Linked DNA regions of Oryctolagus cuniculus: region 1 is linked to region 2. A link is a contact called in public Hi-C data. All regions are on one chromosome and are shown on one strand. Each heading gives the region's core, a stretch centred on a gene start, on an enhancer-like site or on the middle of the called end of the contact. The rest is flanking DNA. Distances are from core to core; before and after follow the strand shown.

The links. Hi-C and Micro-C count contacts between places; a contact is called where the count stands out from the background.
Region 1: a contact with region 2 is called in a Hi-C map of psoas muscle, with 3 times the contacts expected there. The contact joins two enhancer-like sites. A contact is called at or near these places in 4 of 6 Hi-C or Micro-C datasets (ear pinna, embryonic fibroblasts, psoas muscle and 1 more).

Annotation. Positions count from the first base shown.
Region 1 is chr10:83,273,172-83,279,321 of mOryCun1.1, forward strand. All of the region lies in intron 3 of SLC25A26 (solute carrier family 25 member 26), which reads right to left. Among named protein-coding and RNA genes, the nearest start is that of SLC25A26, 68 kb to the right of the region's middle. Within about 2 kb of position 3,895, at least 1 of the 8 cell types and tissues checked has an H3K27ac peak or open chromatin away from gene starts, as enhancers often do.
Region 2 is chr10:83,155,898-83,161,741 of mOryCun1.1, forward strand. LRIG1 (leucine rich repeats and immunoglobulin like domains 1) reads left to right here. Exons shown (of 19, transcript XM_002713424.5): 9 at 2,089-2,169. Among named protein-coding and RNA genes, the nearest start is that of LRIG1, 93 kb to the left of the region's middle. Within about 2 kb of position 1,589, at least 3 of the 8 cell types and tissues checked have an H3K27ac peak or open chromatin away from gene starts, as enhancers often do.

The DNA of each region.
Region 1 (6,150 bases), core at 2,645-5,144, 120 kb after region 2:
CTTCACAGGACAATTGAAATCTGCCCAAGGAATGAGAGCAGGAAACAGCAGCTGGTTTCGTGTAAACAGAACATCAGAAAATGTGCACTGAAGGGCTAAAGTAATTCTTCTACATTGAAATAATTTCTCTGAGTTGTCCCTCCTAAAAATATTTGTTACTTTAAGAGATGATGAAAAACTGTAGGCTAAAATCTGTATCTGAAGAGAACTAATTTGAGGCTCTTAAAAATGAACTGAATGAATTATCAATTATCCTTCACAGAACATCTCTACAATAAAGTTATAATCTAAATGCAATTAAGTAAATCAATTTATAAACGTCTGATTAAAGGGGGGATTTCATTTTCATTTGTTTAATATTCCCATTAATAACAATGCCTCATTACACATTTACTGAAAGCCTGAAAATAAAACAATGGACAGATTCCAAGAGCAAACAAGGATTTTTTCCTTTTTCCCATGAAGCTAACATTATGGAATTTTAACAGATGTTCTATTTGGTCATAGTTAGTAAAATGAATTATGTAGGATTAAAATAGGGCTCAATATGTTTGCATTGGATTTTAACTGAAAAACAACTTCACATTAAAAGTTTGGAAAGATTTCTCATCACTTTTTTCTCTTTTCTGTAGAAAAATGTTAATGATATAGAAAATAATCAGATAATTCTAACAGTTATTACTTTTCTAATGAAACCAGACCTGTAAAAACTTTTTTTCATGATTCAATAAGAAAAATTTTAGAAAATTTTGCACTCTTTGGTGTTCATCACCTACCTCATACAAAGATCGCAGTACCACCATATGTCAAACGGCCTAATCACTATCCTATGTACTTCCAAGCCCTTCTAGATATTCTTCACCATTTTCAAATGACTATGGTGTCTGACAGTAAGCCAACAAAAATCAATCCAAAGTAAAGGAATGAAGACTATCAAAACTGAGCCCCACTGTGTAGACGTTATTATGCTAGCACTTCCGCAAGCCACAAAGACATAAACATCGAATAAGCTTTTCTCAAGAGGAACTTTGTGTTATTTGGAAAGACATGCATGATCAAAAGACAAAGAGACAGATCCAAGAAATCAATTTTTATATAAACATACATACACTGATACAAAGAGAAAAGAATAAAATCAAATGGCACTTTTTTATTCTGCTTTTACTATCATGAATGAAGTAGAATACGGCTTTTAGAACAGTAAATAAGTAACAGAAGTTCTAGTTATAATTGCTTCATAAGGTTTTTCAATGGAAAACATCCAAGTGGTGTAATCTTAGTAAGAAAATCTTCCACCAAATGGGTAATCTTATTTGCAAAATAAATTCTAGTGAATTGTCAATTTGATCCACAAAAGAATCATAACATTTTACTAATCCACTTACATTGATAATTTTGATTAAGCAAACAATTAGGGTAGCTTTATGTTATTATACCAAAATGCTGTTTTTCCATCAGAAGTAGCCAGTGAGTATAAAATTAGTTGCACACTCTGACCCCAGAATCAGCCCTGAAGGCTTCCCGGTTTGGCTGAAAGCCCCATGAGAGTATTTCATGCATGGAAAGCCAAGACACTGTGCCAAAAAATGTTCTACATGAAGGATCTCTGTGAGTGAGATCCCAGTGGAAAGAAGTGGCCATCAAGAAGGATGTACTTTTCTCTAAAGGGAAAAAAAACTTCCACTTGGCTTATGGCCTTGTACAAAAACTGACAGAGTTTGTGGACTCCAAAGGCTTCCATAGCCTAGGCAGCTCAGGTCAAGAGCCTTGGGTGGTCACTGACGTCATACATAAGATTGTTAATTGTTAACAACAAGAGTCACTATATACTAACTCCCCATGCAGGACCCCTGTTCTCAATGAGTTGTACTAAGAGTTAACTGTAAAACCAATTCTCTAACAATTTGTATGTGTATGTATGTGTGTGTACAAACTGTTGAAATATTTACTTAGTATAGAGTTGGTCTTTTGTGTACAAAGTTAATTGAAAAGGAATCTTAATGGAGAATGGGACTGGCAAGGGGAGAGGGAAGAGAAGGAGGGGTAGGAGTGTGGGTGGGAGAATATTTAGAATATTCCTAAAATTGTACTTAGGAAATTATAAACAGGCAAAAATAAATAAAATCAGTTGCAGGTTGCAATTTGCCACAACTGTAGAAATTCTTCTCTATAAACATGGGGACAAAACACTCTGCAAGTATAATGGAGGAGCTTAAAAAAGTAAGAAGAGTAGTCTGACCTCTCACTCCAACACAGCAATCGGTAGTCCGTCATCAATTAGCAATCACACATTGAGTGCTGATAGATCAAGGTTGCAACCTTTTTTTTTTGACAGGCAGAGTGGACAGTGAGAGAGAGAGACAGAGAGAAAGGTCTTCCTTTGCCGTTGGTTCACCCTCCAATGGCCGCCGCAGCCGGCGCGCTGCGGCCGGCGCACTGCGCTGATCCGATGGCAGGAGCCAGGAGCCAGGTGCTTTTCTTGGTCTCCCATGGGGTGCAGGGCCCAAGCACCTGGGCCATCCTCCACTGCACTCCCGGGCCACAGCAGAGAGCTGGCCTGGAAGAGGGGCAACCGGGACAGAATCCGGCGCCCCAACCGGGACTAGAACCTGGTGTGCCGGCGCCGCAAGGCAGAGGATTAGCCTAGTGAGCCGTGGCGCCGGCCATCTGTTGAGGAATCTAACAACTCAAAGGTAGGTTTAATTTCTGAGTCTCCTAGCAGGCTGTACTGCTGTAAGACCTGCCTTCGAGAGCACTACAAAAACAGTCTCTGCAAAGTTCCTAGCACAGATGGGCAAACTTGAGCTGATAAAGACTGATTAACTTGCCAAAAGAAGTCAGCTGGTAATGAATGGGCAGAGTTGCATTTCACACTAAGATATCCTTCAGTGTCCAAGACTCTTTCAGTTACCAAGAATACTCAGAATCATGACATTTCTTGAGCACATATTCTGTGGGCGGCACTGCAAAAAGCACATGAATCCCTTATTTAATGCTCACAAGTTATAATGACTGAAATAGTTCACAGTAAGTAAACCAGTTCTTCGCCATGTATTAATATGCCCAGTGTTAAAATTAAAACTACCGTGACATTATTTTTCATCTATTAGATTGCTGGCACCACTGGTTAGACAAGGAAAAAAAAAGAGAGCTCCCACACTGTTGGGTCAAGTGTCAACTGGTACTTGTATGAAGGGTAATTTCTTCTTATCTATCAAAATTACAAATGCCCACACCATTAACCAGGTAATTCTATTTCTTAGCACGTAGCCTACAAATACACTCAACTATGTACAAAATGACATATGCACAGTATTATTCTTGCACTACCTTTAAAACACCCACACTGGGAAACTGGGTAAATACTCAATGACTCTTCGTACAGTACAGTCATTATACAATCATAAAAAAGAGGGTGATCTTTATGAAGAGATAAAAATTGATTCCCAAGATGTGTTAACCCAAAAAACAAGAAGAAACACAACACCCAGGACGGATTATCTCTGCAAAACACAAAGCAGACTTACATAACATAAGTCTGGGGGAAATGCACTGAATGGGCAGACCACAGAACAGAGACAGACTTTGAAGTGCATTTCTTGAGCCTTCAGCCTTAAAGGTTTCTAGGTCCCACTTAAAAATTCTCTTTGTCTGAAGATGGTAAGAGTACCCAACCAGATTCAGAAAGCCACTGCCTACTTTCTAGGGAACTTTTCAGAATGGTCAGTTTTCTACGTAAAGACTGGAGGTGTCAACGACCTTATAGAGCAGTTGAATGATGTGTATGGCCTGTTCGACAGCTTGTAGCAAAACTAGGGTGGAGGTGATAATCCTCAATCCTCTCCAATTGGCTGCTCTCATACACCAAAAAGAAGCCAGGAGCTACGGGTTACTAAAAACTCCTGCCATGGGTCCGACTCCAACCAACTTCTTAGTTTCAGATTTGCCCAGCCAAGAGTGAGACATCAAAAATTACTCCTATCAACTCCAGTGGACAGTCATCAGACTCTTTTAGGGGCTTTTCCCGTTTGCTCCTCTCTGGTCCCCTGGCAAAGGTCCCCCTGAGGGTGACAGACTCAACCTCTCCTCCTGACAAATACTACTTTTTGAGTGTTGTCTTCAAGTGCCCTCACCTGGTTCACTATGCATATATGAAAAGCCCAATTCGGCTTAGATAAATGATGTACACGTGTGTGCTTTGTGCCATTGCTCATGCTGTTACATCCATCTCTCTGACTAATTTCTAAAGGCCACTCCTTCAAGAATGAGGTAAAGAAACATTCTGATTAAAGGAACAATGCCAACTGAGTAACACTCAAGCACTGCTGCTTCTAAAATCCCAGCTGCATCTTGTGTACACCCATCACTGCTGTACTTACTACACGGCACTGTAAAGAATCTACTTCCCTAGCTGCCTCCCCCACAATATGAACCCTTTGGGGCCTGAATGCCCTGCATAGTGCCCAACATGCAGCAGGCATTCGAAAAACGACTGTTGAGTAGAACATCAACAAAGGACATCTACTGAGCTTAACTTGTTCCTATTTCTTTTCAAACAAGTGGCTTTTTGCTATTTTTTTGCCCTCTATACAAGCCCTTCAAATTCACATCCAAGATTCTGAGGCTGTTTTCCCTAGACTTTCCAGGCCAATGGACCATCTGAAATCATCCTGGCTGTGACAGCAGCTATGATTTTGCTCTGCACTTGCATTTTTACTGCAGTAAATAAACAGTGTTTGACCACAACTAATTTGGCCAAGATCATGAGAAAAATGAATCCTGAAAGGGTGAGGTAAACAGTATAATCTGCTGACCTTGCTCAGACTCAGTCTAAAATTCACAGTAACTAACATCATTTAGGAGAACATTGGGGATAAGCAAGCAATCTCCACAGACATCAGATGCAGTAAAAAACGTATGACAGCATTCACAAAATCTAAAGAACACAAATAATCTATTTTATAATGCATGGATTCAAACTCCAATCTCATTCTAATGGGCTACTGCTAGGGAAATAAAAACTATTTTAAAGAAAAAATTGCATCCAGAATAAACAGATAAGGTTCCCAGTGATTCTTACTAAGGTTTCCATGTATTTGCTTATTGAAACAATCAAATGAGCTCTTAGCAAAAAGATTTGATTCTGGTGTCACACTAACATAAGATTCCAAACTGTTTATAATGCAAAAATTTTGCCTAAAGCAGATATATCACTTCTTATTTTTCTCATTTTAGAAAGAAGCTATGTTTCATTCAGCAATAACGCTTCTCTCATTCTATCAGGGAATCTTTACAAAAGCAATACCTCAACTAAAATCGGTTCTGAAGGATCTTTTATGAATACGCATAATGCAGAAGACTCCAATTAAATTTTCAACAAAGCACTGCCATTTTGAGGAAACACAGTCATCTCAGTAAGGTCATGCTATATGCAAAGACCGCAGCCTAGAAATTAATTATCGGTATGACATATGTCAAAACAAATTTTTGAAAGACTGAACACAGTTGGAAGCATGTGTTTTATCTGTATGTATGCAACACCAGCATTCTCTGGCACGTAAATGGATTCACTTATTCAGTGCCTTTCAAAAAAATGAAAAAAACTTTACTGCTCACCCTTTACCTGTACCCAGGTGAAGACTAAGTAACACAGATTTAGTGAGTCAGAAAATAAGGTAAGAATGAAGCTGTGGGGGTTGGCACTGTGGCGCAGTGGGGTGGAGCAGTGGGTTAACGCCCTGGCCTGAAGCGCCAGCATCCCATATGGACACCAGCTCGAGACCTGGCTGCTACACTTCTGATCCAGGTCTCTAATATGGCCAGGGAAAGCAGTACAAGGTGGCCCAAGTCCTTGGGCCCCTGCACCCGCATTGGAGACCCAGAAGTTCCTGGCTCCTGGCTTCGGATCAGCACAGCTCCGGCCGTTGTGGCCAGCTGGGGAGTGAACCAGCAGATGGAAGACCTCTCTCTCTCTCTGCCTCTCCTCTCTCTGTGTAACTCTGACTTTCAAATAAATAAATGAATTAAAAAACAAAAATAAAGAATGAAGCTATGGTGTGGGTGTTTTTAAAAGGCAGAAGTCATCCTCATACAAATAACTAATTTTCAAACATTCAGTTAGCCACCAAAACAAGTTCCTTAAAAACCAAC
Region 2 (5,844 bases), core at 339-2,838:
TCGCTCTGGGGTTGACGGAACGGAGGGGCCCCCGAGTGAGAGAGCACAGCAGAGCAGAGCCCATCGTCACTGCCTTCAAGTCAGGGTTGAATCCGTTGCTGGCTGGTTCCACGTGCCAAGCCGCACACTCTGATAGAATCCCCTGAGAAGGAACGGGTCGAGCCGCAGACCCTCCCTCCATCCCTGGGGTGGGGCTCACAGAGGCTGACAACTGCCAACCGTTGCGGTTGCGAGCCGTCATCCCCGCGTGGTGCAGGCAGGCTGCTGGCACTCTGGTTTTCGGGAAGAGCTTCCCACGGTGAGCTCCTGCGGCCACCTCCAACACAGCAGCCATGGGGCTCGAGCCTTCCAGTTGGGACTTCCATTGTTAAGTTTGGAATTTTTTTTCTAAGCCAAGGGAATGCTGGGGGTCATTTTTGATCCCAGCGTTAGGATTTGTCCAGCACCCCCTGCACCCAGGAGGTCTCAGGGAATCCCATGTCTTTGCTTGCACGTCACTAGGGGATGGGTTCCCACAGAGGAAGCGACAGTGCCATTTCCCTCTGTGTTCTCAGTGGGATAGCTAGAAGTTGCTGTGGAAGGCTTTTCTGAGACTTTCCTAAGACTTTCTAGTTGCTGGTTTCACAGAAGTCCCGAGTAAGTCTGCGCATAAAGCCCCCTCAAAGGGGGCCATGTGGTTTTCAGCATTCAGTGGTCGTGGCTTCGGGGGCCTCCCTCCCGGACACCCTCCGCTGCAGAGATGGGCCTGCCCCAGTGTGAGGAGGAGGAAGGCCTTTGCACCTGCACCTGGCAGAGCCAGCTTTCATGTCGAGCCATTGCTGGGGAGTGTGAAAGAGCCGGGAAGCCAAGCTATTGACGCCGAGGTCAGCCTGTGAGGCCTGAATAACAAGGCCGGGAACATTCAGACTGAGCTGGCCAGAAAGAGAAAAACCTTGGCAGCCGGGGCTAGCAGCAGAGACAGGGACACAAAGCCCCAGCCCCAGGTTCCTTGTTTTTTTTTTTTTTTCCCCCCAGCATGAAGATAATAGGGAGGAACCCATTGAAAGAAGTCCCTTCCAGCAGCCAACACTCAGTGCTTTGAGCTTCCTGCTGTAAAATAAAGGTCACAAGCAAGCATTTCACTGAGCAGCGCTCCCTCCCTGCTGGCAGCGTTGACTCCTGAAGGGGCTCTCTGCAGCCAAGAGCAGCATCCCTTCCTGCTCCCGGCCTGGGCCTGCAAGGGCTCGGGAGAGGAGAGTTGAGGAAGCAAGGGCCCTGTGGAAAGTTGGGGAGGGCGGACCGTGCGCAGGAGGGAGGCCTGCTCGCCAGGTGCGATGTGTCTCGCCTGGGCGCTGTGACCTGCCCTTGGAGGCTGGGGGAGGAGGCTGACTCATCGGCCTCGGGATTTGCACTGCCGAAGGAGCCTGGGCCGAGGAGTTGGCCTCATCTCTCCGATCCTGGCGAGTGGGTCACAAGTCTGACTCAGCACCCAGATGTCCTCCCTGGCTCGGAGTCAGTGCTGTGTGGGCCTCGTGAGTTGGGCCCCAGGCTCCAGACCTGCTGGCCAGCACAGGAGGGGCCTGAGTGGGGGCCCGGGCGGGGTCCCGGGGCCTCTTCATGGTCCCTTTCCTTCGTGAGCCTTCCACAGTTTGTTGGTGAAGTCCAGAAAACTGGGGTTCTAGTTGATGTGTGAGCAGAGGGAACCTTAAGGAACCTCTTGGGCTGGTTGTCTGTGCCAGGGCCCAGCTGTCCACTCCAGGGGCGGAACACACATGGGCTTTTCCATGGGCCGCCTGCTCTGCTCCCCTTCCCGGGAGCCGGACCTCGCCAGCTGGGAAGCCATAGGCAAGGCAGGGCTGGGCTGGGCAGGCTTTGTGTTTGAGGCGTGGGCTGCCTTGGCTGGGAGGCTGTGAAGCCAGGCTGCGCCGTGAGGGGTGCAGAGCCGGGCTGCCTTGTCAGGGCCGCGTTCCTCCAACCCAAGCCTGGCGCCAGAGCCTCAGGGTGCACACGGCTGCATTTAGCTTCCTAGGGGCAGCACGTGTGTAAGCCACCCCTTACCTGGGGCACTCGGCCGCCTGGTCTGAAAAACCTTCATTGTCTTCTCTCCAGGGATCTGGACCACAATGAGATTGCGGGCACGATCGAGGACACCAGCGGCGCCTTCATGGGGCTGGACCACCTCAGCAAGCTGTGAGTATGGCAAGGGTGCCTGTGTGTGAGGCTGGTGCACGCACCCACGTACATCCTTACACACGCAGTCACGCACAGGCCTATGGGACGGCGCCTCAGGGATGCCCCATGCACTTCGGGTGTAGGGTGGGCCGAGTTTGGGGGAAGTTGGAGGCGCCTGCAGAGTTGCTTGGCTGCCTTGCTACCCTGGAGCTGAGGTCTTGGCCACGTGGTGGCTTGTCAGATTTTCTGGGGTTTGGTTCTGAACTGAAGTGAAGACAGCTCAAGTTTTCGTTGTCCTTTGCACAAAAGAGCCTCAGCCTCTCAGTTTCTAGAACTGTATCACCTGGTGACTTTTGATGCTCCTAGCAATAGTTTTTGTAGTCAGTTGCAATCTCAAATGGAGCATGCATTTCCTAGTGTAACAGTAAGACTGTTTAGGAATTCTCGGGGCTGACTCTTTTTTGGTCCCACCGGTAGAAGCCAGCCATTCTGCTGTGAGGCCCTGTGCAGCGTGTGGGGGTGTCTGAGGGGCTCCCCAGGGCAGGCTCTGTGGGAAGAAGGGCAGAGATCCTGAGACGGCACGGTTGGTAGGTGGCAGAGTCGGGAGTTGCCTGTCCGGCTGCATGGGCCCCCATGCTTTCTCCCTCGGCCCACCCTGTTTCTCCCTGCATCTCAGCAGCACTTGCCGCGAGTTGCCTCCCAAAGGGCCTACAGGAGTAGGTTTGGGGTGACTTCTGCTGTTTACTGGCAACAGGCGGCATGGAGGCCCCGAGAGACGAGACCTCACCACTCACCTCGCAGCTCTTGTGCAGTGACAGGGAGCTGAGCCGAGTAAATATTTTGAGAGCCCTGGTGAAGCTGGAGGCCTTAGGGAAGGCTCTGGTGGGGGAGTGTCTTTCTGTGTGTAGGTGCCGTTGATGGGTTTGGAAACGTGTGCCTTCTCACACCTCTCCTGCCCAGAGGGTAGTGATGCGTGGTCAGCTCGCTTGGCTCTCCGAAAATCCTGCTGCCTCTCCAGCTTCCTGTGCTGATGGCTTGTCAGAAGTACAAACCAGTTTGTCATCTCTCACTCCTAAAGCAGTGCTGTCTTCCCCCAGCCTCCTGGTTCCTTGTACCCAGGCACAGCGAGTTTGGGAAGAGCTAGAAGCAGGGGCTGGCACTGTGGTGTAGTAAGGCTGCCGCCTGCAGTGCCAGCATCCCATGTGGGAGCCGGTTTGAGTCCCAGCTGCTCCACCTCCTATCCAGCTCTCTGCTGTGTCTTGGAAAAATAGTAGAAGGTACCCCAAGTGCTTGGGTCCCTGCACCTGTGTGGGAGACCTGGGGGAAGCTCCTAGCTTTGGATTGACCCAGCTCCAGCCATTGTGGCTATAAGAGGAGTGAGCCAGCAGATGGAAGCCCCCCCACCCCCACCTCTGTGTAACTCTGCATTTCAAATAAATAAATAAATCTTAAAAAAAAGTTAGAAGCAGCCAGGTGGAGTGGGTACATACCTGCTGCTAACAAGCGAAGCCCACAGGCTGCACATGTGATCTCCAGGCTAAAAGCACCTGACGAGCTATTCCACTGCTTTGTGGGGTCTGTACCCTAGTAGGCCCTCAAGCTACTACCTGAGTGCTGCGGCCTTCAGGAGGCTCTTGCTTGCCACAAGAGGAAAGCTTGCAGACTGCGGGGCCCTGGGACTGCTGTCAGGCTGGCTCCTACTCAAGTCTTTGTTCCCTGGTGCTCCTGTTTCTGTTACCTAGACAAGGTCCGGCGGCTGTGTGTGAGCCCCAGCGAGTCAGCCCAGCCCCAGTTCTCCTCTCCCATGCTGTGCTGTTTGATGTGGGCTTCACCCAAGCCATGGGCCCCACACTGACCTCTTCCAGGGTCCCACACCTCCCCACACAGCCCCTCGGATCACCGTCTTGCTGCTACAGGCTCTGTACACTCTTCTAAATAGAGATGAATCCCCTGGGGGAAACGGGGGCGCTAGCAGAAGTTCTTTACTATGATTATGTATGTGAAGTTATTGATAACACCATGCTTATGCTGCAAAATTTTTAAAAAAGAACCCTTTTCTTCTTAGATAAGAAAAAGAAAACGATGCAATGCCCATGGTTTGACCCCAAATCATCCAGCTGGGTTGGGGAATGGGCTGTAGGGAGAGGTAGCTGGATCTGCCTGCTGGCTGCAGTAGTTGAAGACCTCTGTGCTTGGCATATTGTAGGTCCTGAGCAAACACTCGTGGGAGGAGAAAGAGGGGGAAGGAGGAGGCGGGTCATGGCTCTGATCCCTTCCCCCTGCAGTCTCCTCACCACGTTGCCAGGAAAGCTCTATTTGTGCCCGTGGCCGGGACAAGCAGCTGCCTCACTGCGTTGCCTCGTGTGGCCCGGGTCAAGTCTGCTGAGATCCATTTGGTGTGGGCGATGAATAAATTAATTTTTAAATCCAGATTCTTCTGCAGAGAGAAATGCTAAGCAGAAGCTGGTATCATGAACAAAAAGGAATAGAGTTTATTTGGCAATGAGGGAATAAACGTGCCCCACGCTGAGAGGCACACAACGGGAGTGGGCCCAAGAATTTCCCGTCAACTAGAGAAAAGAAAAAGACAAACCAGAAAGAATACCAGCAACTGGGAAATCTCCCTGAGCTCCACGGTGCAAGAGTGCACACCAAAGCGATGTGTCCGGGAGTGTTCCATGGTGGAGAGTGAGAATTCAGGAGTGGTGGTACTTAGGTCAATGGCGGGAAGAGCAAAAACAGGAGTGGGACTTCTCAGCGGGTTCCATGCAGAACGGGGGCTCTCTCCCTATTCCACCTGCTCTTATGAGGGGTGGTACCCCAGTTGTATATACAAATGGGGTGGGGTCTTCACATGTCCCCTGGTCCTGGGTGATACAGGGACATCCTGGGAGGGTGGGCAATCAAGTTGATAGTTAAAAGATAGCATCATTTTGCATGCAAACCACAGTTCCAGGTCGCCTGAGCTTTACCTAGTTAGCCCGTGTCGCTCTGAGCCGCACAGGGTGTTCCCACAGTGAAGGGCTGTTCTCCGCTTGCCACGTCATATGGAATGACCCATCCTGATTGTGGAGACCACAGCCCCGTGCTTTGAGTCCCCTTGGTCCAGCAAGAGCTACAGGCTTGATCATCAGGAATCTGCCTTCCAAAAGGAGAGGTGAAGCTCAAGCCTTCACCGAGTTATTCCAGGACCGGGGGTCCCTTCTCCATGCAAGAGGCCAGATGGAACTGTTGTCCTGGAGAGGACAAAGCGAGCACCAGGGCCGCACAACCTGGCGTGGGCGTTGTCCAGACACCGCCATTGCGGGTAGTCCTTCCACCGGGAGCCTCCTGGCAGGGCGAGAATGTTCCAGGACTGAAGTGTGCTCTCTTCTTACTCGTTTGCCTGGGATTGTTAGGTTCACACAGGGGCACACAGGCAGCATGTGAGGAGAGAAGGGGGGTTTCTGGGTCTCACACTGGGGGCAGAGAGGACAGGTAACAGGTGCCTGGCACGTGGCAGGGCTGCCCTGCTGTGGCGTTGCTGAGGAGGGTAGGGGTGGAGTTAGCTCAGGACCTTTGAGGAGTGCCTGGGGCAGGATGCAGACTGGGAAAAGGAGGCCAGGTCTCATTTCTTGCCTGACCAGGTGCTGTGCCCAGTGGTGAGCAGGTGAGGGCTGGGGGCAGGTGTATGTGTCTTGGCCACTCCCGAGA